2 separate regions of the Hordeum vulgare genome follow, and region 2 is linked to region 1. A link is a contact called in public Hi-C data. All regions are on one chromosome and are shown on one strand. Each heading gives the region's core, a stretch centred on a gene start, on an enhancer-like site or on the middle of the called end of the contact. The rest is flanking DNA. Distances are from core to core; before and after follow the strand shown. Region 1 holds the start of LOC123401705 (transmembrane 9 superfamily member 11). Region 2 holds the start of LOC123400977 (ABC transporter F family member 3).

Region 1 (6,413 bases), core at 3,660-6,159:
CTCCGCCATTACTGAACCCAGGATGATAATTTGATGCAGCAGGTTCTTGAATGCTTCCAAAATCCTTCATCGAACCCCTCGTGACTTTATGTTGCATCTGCAAACAAATAACGTGGATGGGAGGAATTAACAAGGAAACTAGGAAGGGCACAATGTTCTGGCTGTACTCTAGAATGTCTACAAGAAAGGAGAGTACGGTTCACACATTTAAACTACAGTTCATAGGAATTAATATACCAAACAAAATCTGCTGGACAGTGAAACTAAATTAACTGCTCTCAAAGACTTAAATAGTGTAGCCAAGCAAAGCAAATAGACTCAATCGTTCTCTTTTCACGTACTTTCTTAGAAGCATGGAAAGAAAATTCAAATTCGGTAACTATACTGCAAATTCCAGACATAATATGCTCTCAACAAGTATAAAATGTAAGAGAATCATGAGACATCAGCTTTATATCAGATTAAGGCACCAGGCTACAATATTCACACTAAATTACATGATGACATGATTTAAGTACATGCATAAATAAACGGATAGGAGGTCAGCAGAAACAATCCAGTATAATATTTGCAGATGGACAAGAAACTTGAAAGTAAATTCGTAGTGCACACATGCCTCAGTTAATAGTAGTGGTCTTCCTGAACAATGTCACACTGAACATCAGATTTATACCAATCTTGGTGGCAGATCAAGGCTTCGACAGTCTTGTTGCTCAGTCTGCTTCTATAGTCGCTTACCACACGATGTCCAGTACTAAAAGCTGATTCGGATGGTACCACGGAAGCTGGTACAGCAAGAACATCACGAGCTATACAAGAAAGGATGGGATACTTCAAAGAATGAATATACCACCATTGAAGAATGTTGAAATTGTCTCCGCGATCGAATGTTTCTTCCTCCAAGTATCTATCAAGCTCATTAGCAGATTGGCGTTGCTTCTGGTGCAAGTGTTGATCCCAATCTGCCAAAGGATCATTCTCTTCAATCATAACCTCATCATTTTTCTGTCCTTGAGTTGACTCACCCAGTGCATCTGCCATTTGTGAAGAATATTCTTCGAACAGGCTGTTAAGAGTATTTTTCACAGCATCCAAGTGTTTCTCTATATCAGAACAAAAGGCTTGTTTTAAACGAAACTCAAAGAAGCTTAGTTTGAATCGAGGATCAAGGATCACAGCTATACAATTTGGCAAATATGACTCGATCCAGTATTTGTCAAACTTTGCTTGCATCACAACAACCATTGCTCGAATAACATCATTCTCTGACGATGCTTCCTTCTGAAGTAACACTCTCACATTCCATATTTGATGGAAGTACATATTTGAGGTAGGATAACTTGAACCAGAAACTACTTCTGTGGCTGTGTGAAAGACTCTTAACATAGCACAAACAGTTTCAGCTCTTTTCCACTCTTCCGATGATGGACAGAATTTGTAATCCTTGTCCCGTCTAACCAAAGTACGAAATGCTCTTCGAAATGGGAGAGATGACTCTAACATAAGAAAGGTGAAATTCCAACGCGTTGGCACATCGACTGAGGGGAGTTTGCAAGAAATACCAACTTCTGCAATTACTGCTTTGAACTTATCCAACCGAGAGGGGAAACTCTTAACATACTTTGCACTCTCTCTTATATTATCTATCACACCTTTCATCACTGTCAACCCATCTTGGACAATCAAATTTAGCACATGGCATGCACAACGAATGTGAAATAATTGACCTTCAATAGGCAACATATGCTTGCTGTTCAAAAAAATTCTTAGATATTCAACCATTGTGCCATTAACAGCTGCATTGTCTAATGTTGTACTAAAGAGTTTGTCTTCAATATTCCAATCTTGCAAACTCTTTAACAATACATTAAACATTGATATTCCATTATGTGGAGTCTCTACCATAAAAAACCTTATGATCTGTTTTCTCAAAGCCCAATTTGAGACAAAATGGCAAGTTATGCATAGATATGATAAAGTTTGATTAGACGTCCACATATCAGCTGTTAAAGAGACTCTGCATCTATATTTCTTGAAACCTTCACAGAATTTTAATCTCTCTTGATTAAATTGTTCCATGCAATCATCTTTAATAGTACCTCTAGAAACCATGCTAAACAAGGGATTCAAGCTTTCCACAAAATCTCGAAAGCCACTATACTCAACAAATGAGAAAGGCAACTCATCCATTACTATCATTCTAGCCAGCAACTTTCTAGATGCAATCTGATCGAAACTCCATTGCTGAAGCATAGATCCATGAGGAGATGAAATTGAGGACTTCAACTTGTCAACAACAAGGGACAAATCTAACCTTTTCTCGCAAGCAGCCAAGTGCCTTTGTACACCATTAGTACCCACGCCACGTCCAGCTGGAAACACCTCAAGACAGTGGTTGCACTGAGCTTTGACAAGTATGTTACGATGATAAATAGGTTTGGCATCCCTCCAAACAGCAGAAGTTAATCTTCGTGTCTTGCGGACTATTAATTGGCAAGCATAAAAATAAAGTCAACTCACAAGAACATTTTTAAAGTTGTAACTATATACAAGAGTAATTTTGGAAGAGAAAAACGAAGCCAACTCACTACGTGGTACAAATGAAGTAGTCGCCGGAGAAGGGGGTCCTAATATAGATGGTGACATCGCGGACGACTTTTTTGAGGCCGCAACTCTTGCTAGAACCCCAAGGGAAGACCTCCATGTGTTAGCCACCGGTGATCCTACCAATGGGGATCTGGTCACTCTTTGGCCATGTGTCATAGATGGAGAGTCTCGACTCTAGATAACAAAACAAAGAAAATCAGAACATGCTATGAACTTAAAGTAAGGTACAGAAGTAGATTTGTGTTACGAAGTGAGGTTTAATATAGAAGCAGACCTGTAGCTCCTCTCTTGTAGATCCTTGGATAAATTCAGAACGAGCATGTTTCCTCTTCCCCTGCAACTCCTCCTTTTGGTTTTTCCTCTTCTTTTCTTGCTTCTTCCTCTTCTCTTCCCTTTTCTCTTCCCTCTTCCCTTCCAGCCTTTTCCTTTTCGCCTTCTGCCTTTGCTTTTTCTTCTGCCTCTCTGATCTGTAATGCAAACGTTGGGGGTCAAAATATATATCAAAAAATATAGTTAATGTCACAGGAAAACACATGAGGGCTAGGGACTTAATTTTGTCGCTCTTCAATAGCATTCCACACATGTTGGTCCTAGTCCATGGCTTCCCACTTTTCAGTTTGCTTGTCGATTGTCAACGCCACTTGGTCGTCACCCATGGTCACTTCAATGAAATCTGCATTGAAATGTCATATTAGATGTTTCAGTAGAACATAAGTTCAAATTTGGTTCATCTAACATTCTAGGCTGGAACATAATACATATTCACAAAACGCATGCTGGCAGCACATCTTTTTGCACACAGCCTCTCAATGCTAAATAAATCGGAAGTATGTCCAAGAAAACTCGAGTTGATCAGATTATACTACTACGTACTTTGCAGCACCTGTTAATTAATCAGCTAATAAACAAAGCTAATCGTGTTATGCCTGGAAAGGACAAATAAACTACAGTAGTAGTAAAGAAGAAGGATTACTAAACCGGGAGGGGTTTAGTCTGTCGCTAGATGATTGGTTTGACATACGGCTAACTACCCAAATTGTTGCTGCTGATCCACAGGCAAGATGCACCGCAACACACGCGGAAAAAAACTCTCACAAAGCACAAACAAGTGATAAAAACATGATAAATTAATGATTGCACATCTAAAACTGTACAAAGTCATGTATAATCACAATAGCATGCCCACCAGCAGCAGCAGCTTTCAGAAACTGGCTTGCTCTGCCTACAATACAATACAAATCAATATAAGCTCGCTTAACCTAGAGATGACAACACCTTACCGGATCTGAACAATAGTGGGCCAAGTTTCGGTTTCTCAATAGGGCATCTATCTATACTCATGTGTCAAAAGGGTGAACTGAGTCCACTGAGATGTCAGCAAGAGAAAATCTCACACAAACAACAACAGTTTCAGGTGTCACGGATTTCACTTGACAAGAGTGCTGCCCAAAAATAAACTACAAATAACCCCAACGACCACACACACACAAGACATTACTACTTACGAACTTACGGACCAAGATAGCAGTACTACTTACGAACTTACGGACCAGGTTGGCGAGGTTGGGGAGCCGTCGAAGCTGTTCATGTGGAAAGGGGAGGTGTAGAAGGGTTGTCCGGGCTGGGAGGAGAGGGAGAAGGAGGAGAGGCTGGCTGGCCCGAGGGATCCGCCGCCGTGGCTGGCTAGGGTTCGTCGCGGAGGAGAGGCTGGCTGTTGGGGAGGGGAGGGGAGGGGAAGGTGAGATATGTGCATACCTTGGAGCAGAGGAGGAGGCGGGGGAGCAGGTGCTGGGATTTCCCCAGCGATTTCCTCTGGCGACGGTGGGGGAGCCGAAGATGGCGTCGGAAGGATGAGGGACGGTGGTGGCGGCGGCGCCATGGATCGGCAGGATGAAGATGCATTCCCAGCGATTTCCCCAACGATTTCCTTGGACGATGGTGGCGGTGGCGGTGGCAGCGGTGCCATGGATCGGGTGCGGGATGGACCTGGGGATCGGGAGGCGACGGTGCGGTGGACTGCCGATGGGCTTTTCTGGGCTATCCATTTATCCCAGTTAATTTTTATGGGTGTCCACAAAAGCCATTTAAGAATTTTTTGGTGGATGGCATATGTGGGACTAGTGGGTCCCAGCGCCATTTACATCCCTAACCGTTTCCAACCACGGGACCGGCGATTCTCCGGTCAAGTTTGGTGAGCCGGTCCAGCGGCTTTCCGCGAGAAAGAAAAAAAAACGGGTTGAGGAGAAGAGGGGAAAAACCCAGCCAAGAGGCGCAGCACCGACACGCCGGCCGAATTCCTGCACGTTCTCTCCATCTCCATCTCCATCTCCATCCCCAAGCACCAACGCGCCGTCACGCTCACGCCGTATAAACCACCACCAAACCCCCGTCGCCTCGCGTGACTCGCGTCCCCCTCCATCTCCATCTCCACCCCCGCCGCCCCAGATCTGCCCCCTCCACCTCCACCGACGCCGCGACTGCCGTCCCACTCCCAGATCCAGATCCGGCGGCCATGGCCCGCCCCCGCTCCACGCGCGCGCTCCTGGCGCTCGCCCTGGCGGCGGCGGCGGCGGCGCTCCTCCTCGCCACCCCGCCCGCGGCCCACGCGTTCTACCTCCCGGGGAGCTACCCGCACAAGTACTCCCCCGGGGAGCCGCTGAGCGTCAAGGTGAACTCGCTCACCTCCATCGACACCGAGATCCCCTACAGCTACTACAGCCTGCCCTTCTGCGCCCCGCCGGAGGGGGTCAAGGACAGCGCCGAGAACCTCGGCGAGCTGCTCATGGGCGACCGCATCGAGAGCTCGCCCTACCGCTTCCGGATGCACGCCAACGAGTCGGACGTGCTGCTCTGCCGCTCCCCGCCGCTCGACCCCAAGACCTTCGCCCTCCTCAAGCGCCGCATCGACGAGATGTACCAGGTCAACCTCATCCTCGACAACCTCCCCGCCATCCGCTACACCCGCAAGGACGACTACTTCCTCCGCTGGACCGGCTACCCCGTCGGCATCCGCGTCGGCGTCGACTACTACGTCTTCAACCACCTCCAGTTCACCGTGCTCGTGCACCGCTACGAGGACCCCAACGTCGCCCGCGTCATGGGCGCCGCCGGCGACGCTTCCGACGGCGCCATCCCGGCCGCCACCGCCGGCAGGGACGCCTCTGCCTCCTCCGGGTGGATGGTCGTCGGCTTCGAGGTCGTGCCCTGCAGCATCAAGCACAACCCCGAGGACGCCAAGGCCGTCAAGATGTACGGCAGGTTCCCCAGCAAGATCAAGTGCGACCCCACCACCGTCTCCATGAGCATCAAGGAGAACGAGCCCATCGTCTACACCTACGAGGTCTCCTTCGTCGAGAGCGACATCAAGTGGCCCTCCAGGTGGGACGCATACCTCAAGATGGAGGGCGCCAAGGTGCACTGGTTCTCCATCCTCAACTCGCTCATGGTCATTGCCTTCCTCGCCGGCATCGTCTTCGTCATACTGCTCAGGACCGTCAGGCGTGACCTCACGAGGTACGAGGAGCTCGACAGCGAGGCTCAGGCCCAGATGAACGAGGAGCTCTCCGGGTGGAAGCTCGTCGTCAGCGATGTCTTCCGCGCGCCCAGCAACCCAATGCTGCTCTGCATGATGGTTGGGGATGGGGTTCAGATCCTTGGAATGGCCGTGGTCACCATCCTCTTTGCAGCGCTCGGGTTCATGTCGCCGGCCTCCCGTGGTACCCTCATCACAGGCATGCTCTTCTTTTACCTGGTCCTCGGGATCCTGGCTGGATACGCCAGTGTCCGCGTGTGGAAGACAATCAGGT
Region 2 (6,849 bases), core at 1,790-4,289, 230 kb before region 1:
AAGGCAAGCCGCGTATGGATTGATCCCTAATTCAGTTCATTTTTCATGGTTTTCTTTCCATCTCACAACTTCCATTTCTTGAGCCGACCTTGCCCGCTGGAGGTATGATTCCGATCTTTGAATCGAATTGGATTTTTTGTCTTAAAGTGAGGGCGATGAGTGGGGAAGGAAGCTGACGATTTTATTAGTGTGTAAGGTGGCCCCGAGAGCAGAACCAAGGCCGGCCGTTTCGAGTGCCTTGCGGCGGCAAAAGGATTAGGACGCCCCCCCCATGCTAAGGTTCCATGCGGTCCGGCCGCATTAGGTTAGGGAGCTGGGCGATAATAGCTCCTCCGCATCCCAAGCACGCTGCCCTCCGGCAGCCCTTTCGGGGGTTCCTTAGGGACCGATTCACTCTGCGTAGATTGACTGAACGCAGAAAGCCTTCCACTGGCAGGCGATCGTGTTTTTCACAGGATTTCTCGTTACTCATGTCAGCATTCGAAAAACCCCTAGTATATGAAAGAATGAAAAGGTGCTTTCGCTCTTGTGGAATAAGAAGCCCTCGTACCTTAATGAAAGGAAAATTGTAACTTTTCGTTAGGTATTTGACCAAATAGGAGGTTTGATCCTGGGAGCAGACTCCCCATACCCAGTATGGAGCCGGTGTCAACTTCGGCGTTTCCGAGGGCGAATCCACTTTGAATTTGATAAATGTATTGATTGTGAAGTATGTGTTCACGTATGTCCGATAGATCTACCCGTTGTGGAATGGTAATGAGGATAAGGGCCTCCAAAAAACTTCTTTTCGTTCTATGAACTTTAAGGTGTATGAAGTCTCATAGTTAACTCTTGCAGTGGAACGATAGAGACTCCATTTCACTTAGGTTGATTTAATTTAGACCAGAGGCAAACCTAAGTCAAGGTAATCCTCCTTTGAAACACTTTGGTATTGCTCCTAGATAGATCATAATACAAAAAATCAATCAGAGCACAGGGAGCCCCATAAATAGGCCTTGGTTCCGCGGCAAGTCCTTCTTAAGCATGTGATGGAGCTCAAAAACGGCGTTAGGCCATGAGGGCAACTGATGACCATTCGGTTCCAACATGGAAGTTGCTCTATATGACTTGATTTGGTGTAATTCGGTTGCTTTCCTTCCATAAATGTTATTTCCTGCCAAACAATGGAAAAGTGAGTTTTCTTCTCTCTTAGAGTATCAGCGTTAGAAATAATTGGGAAATAACGGAAACCAGATGAAAACCAAGCCAAAAGTCCTTATAAGAAGTCATATATTCTCTAGCCATCAAGTGTGTGGGAAGGGTTCTCCATAACACTCTCAAATTTTGACCACACCCTCCAGGGGCATGTGAAGACACCATGCTAGGTCCCGTAAATTACGGACCTTGTATGTTTTTCGTGGATTTAAATGACAACATAACGCAAGTGAGGGTCTAGCCTTGTTTCTCTCGTGCCCATACCTCCTCTACTTTGGTTGCGCGCCAGTTTTTTTGGTGGCTTAAAAAGTAAGCCGCCTTCTTCCCAGCTTTTCTCATAAGTCGGTTCCTTCATTTGTTGGGGCTTCTGAATTAGTTATGGGATACCATTGGCTGGGTGCATTCCAGTTATGCAGAGGCCGGGTGTAATGCTTAAGCCTTTTAAGTAATAAAACGTCCCTTATCGAAAAAAAAGTTATGGGATACCAAATTATAAGCCTCAACAAACTTAGAAAGCGGCTTATTTTTTAAGTTGGGAAGATGCACTTATTTTTTTAAGTTGTCCAAAAGAAATGGCCCTGCATATGTTCTAGGCTTCTAGGTTCGATTGATCATGCGGTCCAACAAAAAATCTGTTGAGGCACACAAAATATTGTCACTTGCATCTCGGTAAAAATCCTAACAATGCATTGCCTCCCATTCTTGCAAACACACCATTAATATTTATCTTTATGAATAGTTTCCGACTGTAGAATCATGTGCATCAGCGTACGGGAGGCAACTTAGAATTCATTTGATTCAACTCCTCAAGAAATCTTAATGTGAAGGAAAGAATGAATGACGGGATTTGACATTTATTCTCATGAATCCTCTTCCGACGAGGTTTAAAAAACATACATATGAGATTCATTACAAAATGATATTTTTTAGTGGGCCACACCAAATGCCGCCAAAGGAAACAAACTTCATATGTTCAACACGGACCGGGCCCGGTACGGACTAATCGTGCCCGGGCCAGGTATGTCCTTGAGGGGTACCCCTTGCCCTTGAGGGTCACTTTGGATGGACTAAGATCGCCATGTGTTTTTTTCCTGTACATGTACTTCAGCTTTTAGATAATTTATTTTCATATGTTTTCTCCGCTTTTCGGTTTTTGCCCGTTTTCATTAGGTTTTGGACGTTTTTTTTTTCAAAAACGATTTTTTTTCTTTCACGAGAGACAAAGATTTGCTTCTATTGATCATATTTGCTTCCTTGAGAGACATATATTTGCTTATTGTGAAGACAGATTTTACTTCCGCGAGAGGCACAACTGTATCTATCAAAAACAGGAAAAATGCATTTTTTCTTCTTCTTCAGTGAGAGCCGCAAGTTTGGTTACCGTGAAGACATGGATTTGCTTTCATGAGAGACACGAAAAAGGGAAAAAAGTGAGAAAAGCTGTGCCTAAGGCTCGATTTTTTCTTTTTTTCAATTTTCCTGTTTTTTCCGTGAAAAATAAGTTCACATAAATCTATTTACATGGATCTAGTTTCAAAGATCTCAAAGTGAGAAATTCAATGATAAAAACGGTTTACAATTTAAACGCATGGTTTAAGAGATAAACCATTTGAATAAATGAATCTACAAAGAAATAGAAAACTTTTAGGTTGAGTTGGCGCACATGCAGTGTGCCATTAACCCATTACTCACAACCTGTATTGGAAGTGGTCTTTGAAAGGGTATCCCTTAATTAGTGATTTTGTAGTTTTTACGTTTTTTTTAGGTACTGTGTTTTTGTGTCTGATAGGGACCTTGCGACGGGCCTCCATAGGCGAAATCCTCACGATCCACAAACCCGAAGGCCCGCACCACCGTCTAAACCCATCCGTCAACCGCCAGCCCATCCATTGGACGAGCTGCCTTCGGCTGAACCCAGCCGCCAGCCCGCGAGCTCGCACCACCGTCTCACCCGCCGCTCCGACCGACCCGAGCCGAGCGAGTAGGGTTTGCCTCGCCGCCGCCGCCGCTCGACGTGCACGCGATGGCGGCGCTCGTGGAGACGAGCATGGGGGTGGTGCGGGAGGTGCTGGGCGACTCCGTCGTCGACGAGGTGGACGAGCCCATCGTCTCCTACATCGCCAACGTCCTCGCCGACCAGGACTTCGACTTCGGCCCCCCCGACGGCCACGGCATCTTCGACGCCCTCGGCGACCTCCTCATCGACGCCCGCTGCGTCTACGACCGCGAGCACTGCCTCGAGGTCTCCCCCCACCCCCGCCCCCGCCCAATCCATCCGGTCGCCATTTCGGTTCCCCAATCTGGGTTGATTCGATAGAGCGTCGATTCTATGGCCCTAGGTTTCGGTTCTAGGTTAGATTCGGGGTATGCTGGCTATGCCATCCGTTTCCAGTCTTGGATGGCCAGAAAACCTAGCTTAATTCGCGCTCAGTCACAGTAAAATCATTCGGTCTTGGGATGCAGTCTAGCTCAACCATCCCCTGATGTGTTCTGTAATGGCTTTTAGCTGTTACTCCTGTGTATGCATTCGGAGTAGTAGTCACTGACCTTTACGACCCCGTGTATGCACATAATGGATTCTGGTGTGGAGAAGTAGATGAATAGTTTGATTTGATCCAACATGACACTGATGCTTTATATTTGGGTTCCTTGTCGATATAGGTCTGCACTAAGCTTTGTGAGAAGTTGGGGAGCCATGGCATCGTCAAACCTAAGGCAGCCGTGCGGAGCCTGGCCACGCCTCTGCGCATGAACGCGGGCATGGAGGAGCAGGTCGCTCCGAAGAAGCCAGAGAATATCTTCGATGCGCCCTTGCTGTCCTCGCGTGACAAGGCCAAGCTCGAACGGAACAAGAGAAAAGAAGACAGGCAAAGAGAGGTGAGCTGCTCGCTCATAGATTGCCAGATGACAAATCTCCATGTCATTGATTTGTTCAATAGGAATTTCAGTAGAAATGCAGTGCTTACCATGTTTCCCCACTTTGACAGAACCTTATATGCAATTTGAAAATGCCTTAACTCCTCATTAAACCTGATTTATATGGTACACCGTGTTGCTTGTTGGTGCAGGCCCAGTACCAAATGCATGTTGCCGAAATGGAGGCGCTCAGGGCTGGAATGCCTCCAGTTTATGTAAATCACAGTAATGTGGGTGGCACAACCATTAGGGATATCCATATGGAGAACTTCAGTGTTACTGTTGGAGGTCGTGATCTTATTCAAGATGTCACCTTAACGCTTGCTTTTGGAAGGCACTATGGTGAGTTACGACTTAGCTTACTATGTATGCCTCAAATTTTCACCTGTTGAGGAGGCTCTCTACCTTTTCAGGACACTTTGCCTGCTCAGGATGATCTCATTGCTTATTTTTCTATTATGGGAAACTATGTGGTGCATAGAAACCAATGTTCAGGTTATCGGTAACTGGTAACATATCGGTCAGGGGCTGAGAATGGATAAATTGACGAAGTGGCCATTTAACTGAATATACCGGTAACCCATTTATCGGTTAGGGGGAACTAGGGCCATATCTATATATACTTATAGGCAGTTAGGCTACTGAATGTGTAAATATGCAATCCTAGGGTACATAAGCAACAACATAAGGGGTCTCCTTTATATTCTGATGATGTTGCAGCCAATCTGGAAGTCCATAAACCTGCACATTGTAAACAGATGCATCAATGTGTGCTCTAAATTAGACATAGCTCACAATTTATCAAACAGGTAGTTCTCAGCTTTCAGATCAGGTTCACAGCATAACTCACAAGTAAACAAACAATCCATGTCACAGCTCACAACCCACAAAGGCATAACCGCACAAGAGATAATCTGATAATAATTATGACAAAGTTCAGGAATAGAAATAGATAGTTCTCAGCTCACATCACAAGTTGACAGCATAGTAGGGGCTAGTAGCAGCACAAGTCAGCAAACAACAAGAAGACGCTAACAGGCTAGCAGTAGTACTTGTGCTGTGTTACATCAGTAGTAATAGCAGCTAAGCAATAGCAAAGCAACAACATCAGATCTAGAATACAGCAGTAGCCAATTGGTAGTAGCACATCACTACATCTAATCTAATACGGCAGTACATCACTACATCTAATCTAATCTAGTACAACAGTAGCACAGCAGCAGAGGAATGATCAAAAGAGAGTAGCAGCAGTAGAACAACAATGATTTGGAATTTTAGATAGAGGAGAGGGAGCTGGATAGAGTATACCTTGCTGGCTGGGGACGCCATGGACAGGGAAGCTACCGGAGGCTGCTGCTCAGGGAAGGGATGGCTCCAATGGCTGCTGCTCGTTGAGGGGACAGGGAACCTGCTGCTGCTCGGGTAGGGTTGGTCAGGGCCGGTGGGGGCTGCTTGTGGAGGGGACACCGCCGGCGGATCTGCTCCTCCAGGAGCGGGAGAGCAGATAGATCGAGCGGGAGAGAGCAAATAGATCGAGCGGAGGAGAGAAGTGACCTAAACCTAATGCTGGCGGCTGTGAAAACTAGAAGTAGGGACGGAACGGGCCAGATTTGGGCCAAAACATGTGGCCCAGTTAATTGGCCCAGCCGATAGTTCGGCCTGACAACCAATAAATCGGCTTGTCAGACCAATTAACTGGACCTCCCAGTTAATGGGCCGAATAGTCCTTTCTCGTATCGGAGGGGGCCCGAACAGCAGTTAACTGCAGTTAATTGGCTGATATTTTTGACATTGGTAGAAACTCTCTAGAAATATCTTTGGAACAAGGGAGCACAAATATCAAAGTGTTACTTGGGCATACAAGCACCTGTACCCCTTGAAATATTGCCGTATCAGTTCCTATTCCTTTTTTCCTTCAATGATTTAGTTTATTTACATACCATTTCAGGTCTTGTTGGAAGAAATGGTACTGGAAAGACTTCTCTTCTCAGAGCTATGGCTCAACATGCAATTGATGGAATTCCTAAGAACTGCCAGATATTGCACGTTGAACAAGAGGTCACCGGTGATGACACAACAGCTTTGCAGTGTGTGCTGAATGCTGATGTTGAACGGGTCCAACTTTTGCAAGAAGAGGCCCAGCTGGGTCAATTACTGGTTAACTACTGCATTATCAACTTTCTACATGCGCTAATGTGTTTTTCTCTTTTGGGTCATTCACCCTTTTTTCAGTTTTGCTTGTCGATTTGCTTATAGTCTGCTACTTTTTATGCAGAAAGATCTAGAGTATGAGGCAGAGTCCAAACAGAGCCTAGACAAGAGCAAGGGTGATGTTGACAAAGATACTATCAGCAAGAGGCTTGAGGAGATATATAAGAGGCTTGAATTCATTGATGCAGATGCAGCAGAAGCTCGTGCGGCATCAATTCTGGCGGTATGTTTCTTTGTTGACATCCATTGCTTGGTGATTTGTTCTTGTTGTCTCATTTGTGCAGCATGTCATTGCTGTCATTTCTCTCCTAGTAGTTAGTGCTTACGATGCTTTAAAGAGTTATAGTTCTTCATACTAACATTGAACTATTCTGATTGGTTGAAATCTTTACAGGGTCTCAGTTTCACTCCAGAAATGCAATGCAAAAATACAAAATCATTTTCGGGAGGATGGCGGATGAGAATTGCACTAGCACGTGCTCTATTCATCGAGCCAGATTTACTGCTACTTGATGAGCCAACCGTGCG

The links. Hi-C and Micro-C count contacts between places; a contact is called where the count stands out from the background.
Region 2: a contact with region 1 is called in a Hi-C map of seedling, with 4 times the contacts expected there. The contact joins the promoter of LOC123400977 here to the promoter of LOC123401705 in region 1. A contact is called at or near these places in 3 of 6 Hi-C or Micro-C datasets (leaf and seedling) and 1 of 1 datasets of contacts at active chromatin or transcription factors (embryo).

What each region holds. Positions count from the first base shown.
Region 1 is chr6H:540,940,666-540,947,078 of MorexV3_pseudomolecules_assembly, reverse strand. It overlaps LOC123401705 (transmembrane 9 superfamily member 11), which reads left to right and starts at 4,909. Exons shown (of 1, transcript XM_045095560.1): 1 at 4,909-6,413. The coding sequence starts at 5,120.
Region 2 is chr6H:541,169,648-541,176,496 of MorexV3_pseudomolecules_assembly, reverse strand. LOC123400977 (ABC transporter F family member 3) reads left to right here and starts at 3,039. Exons shown (of 18, transcript XM_045094692.1): 1 at 3,039-3,436; 2 at 3,856-4,071; 3 at 4,263-4,452; 4 at 6,059-6,267; 5 at 6,386-6,544; 6 at 6,716-6,844. The coding sequence starts at 3,218.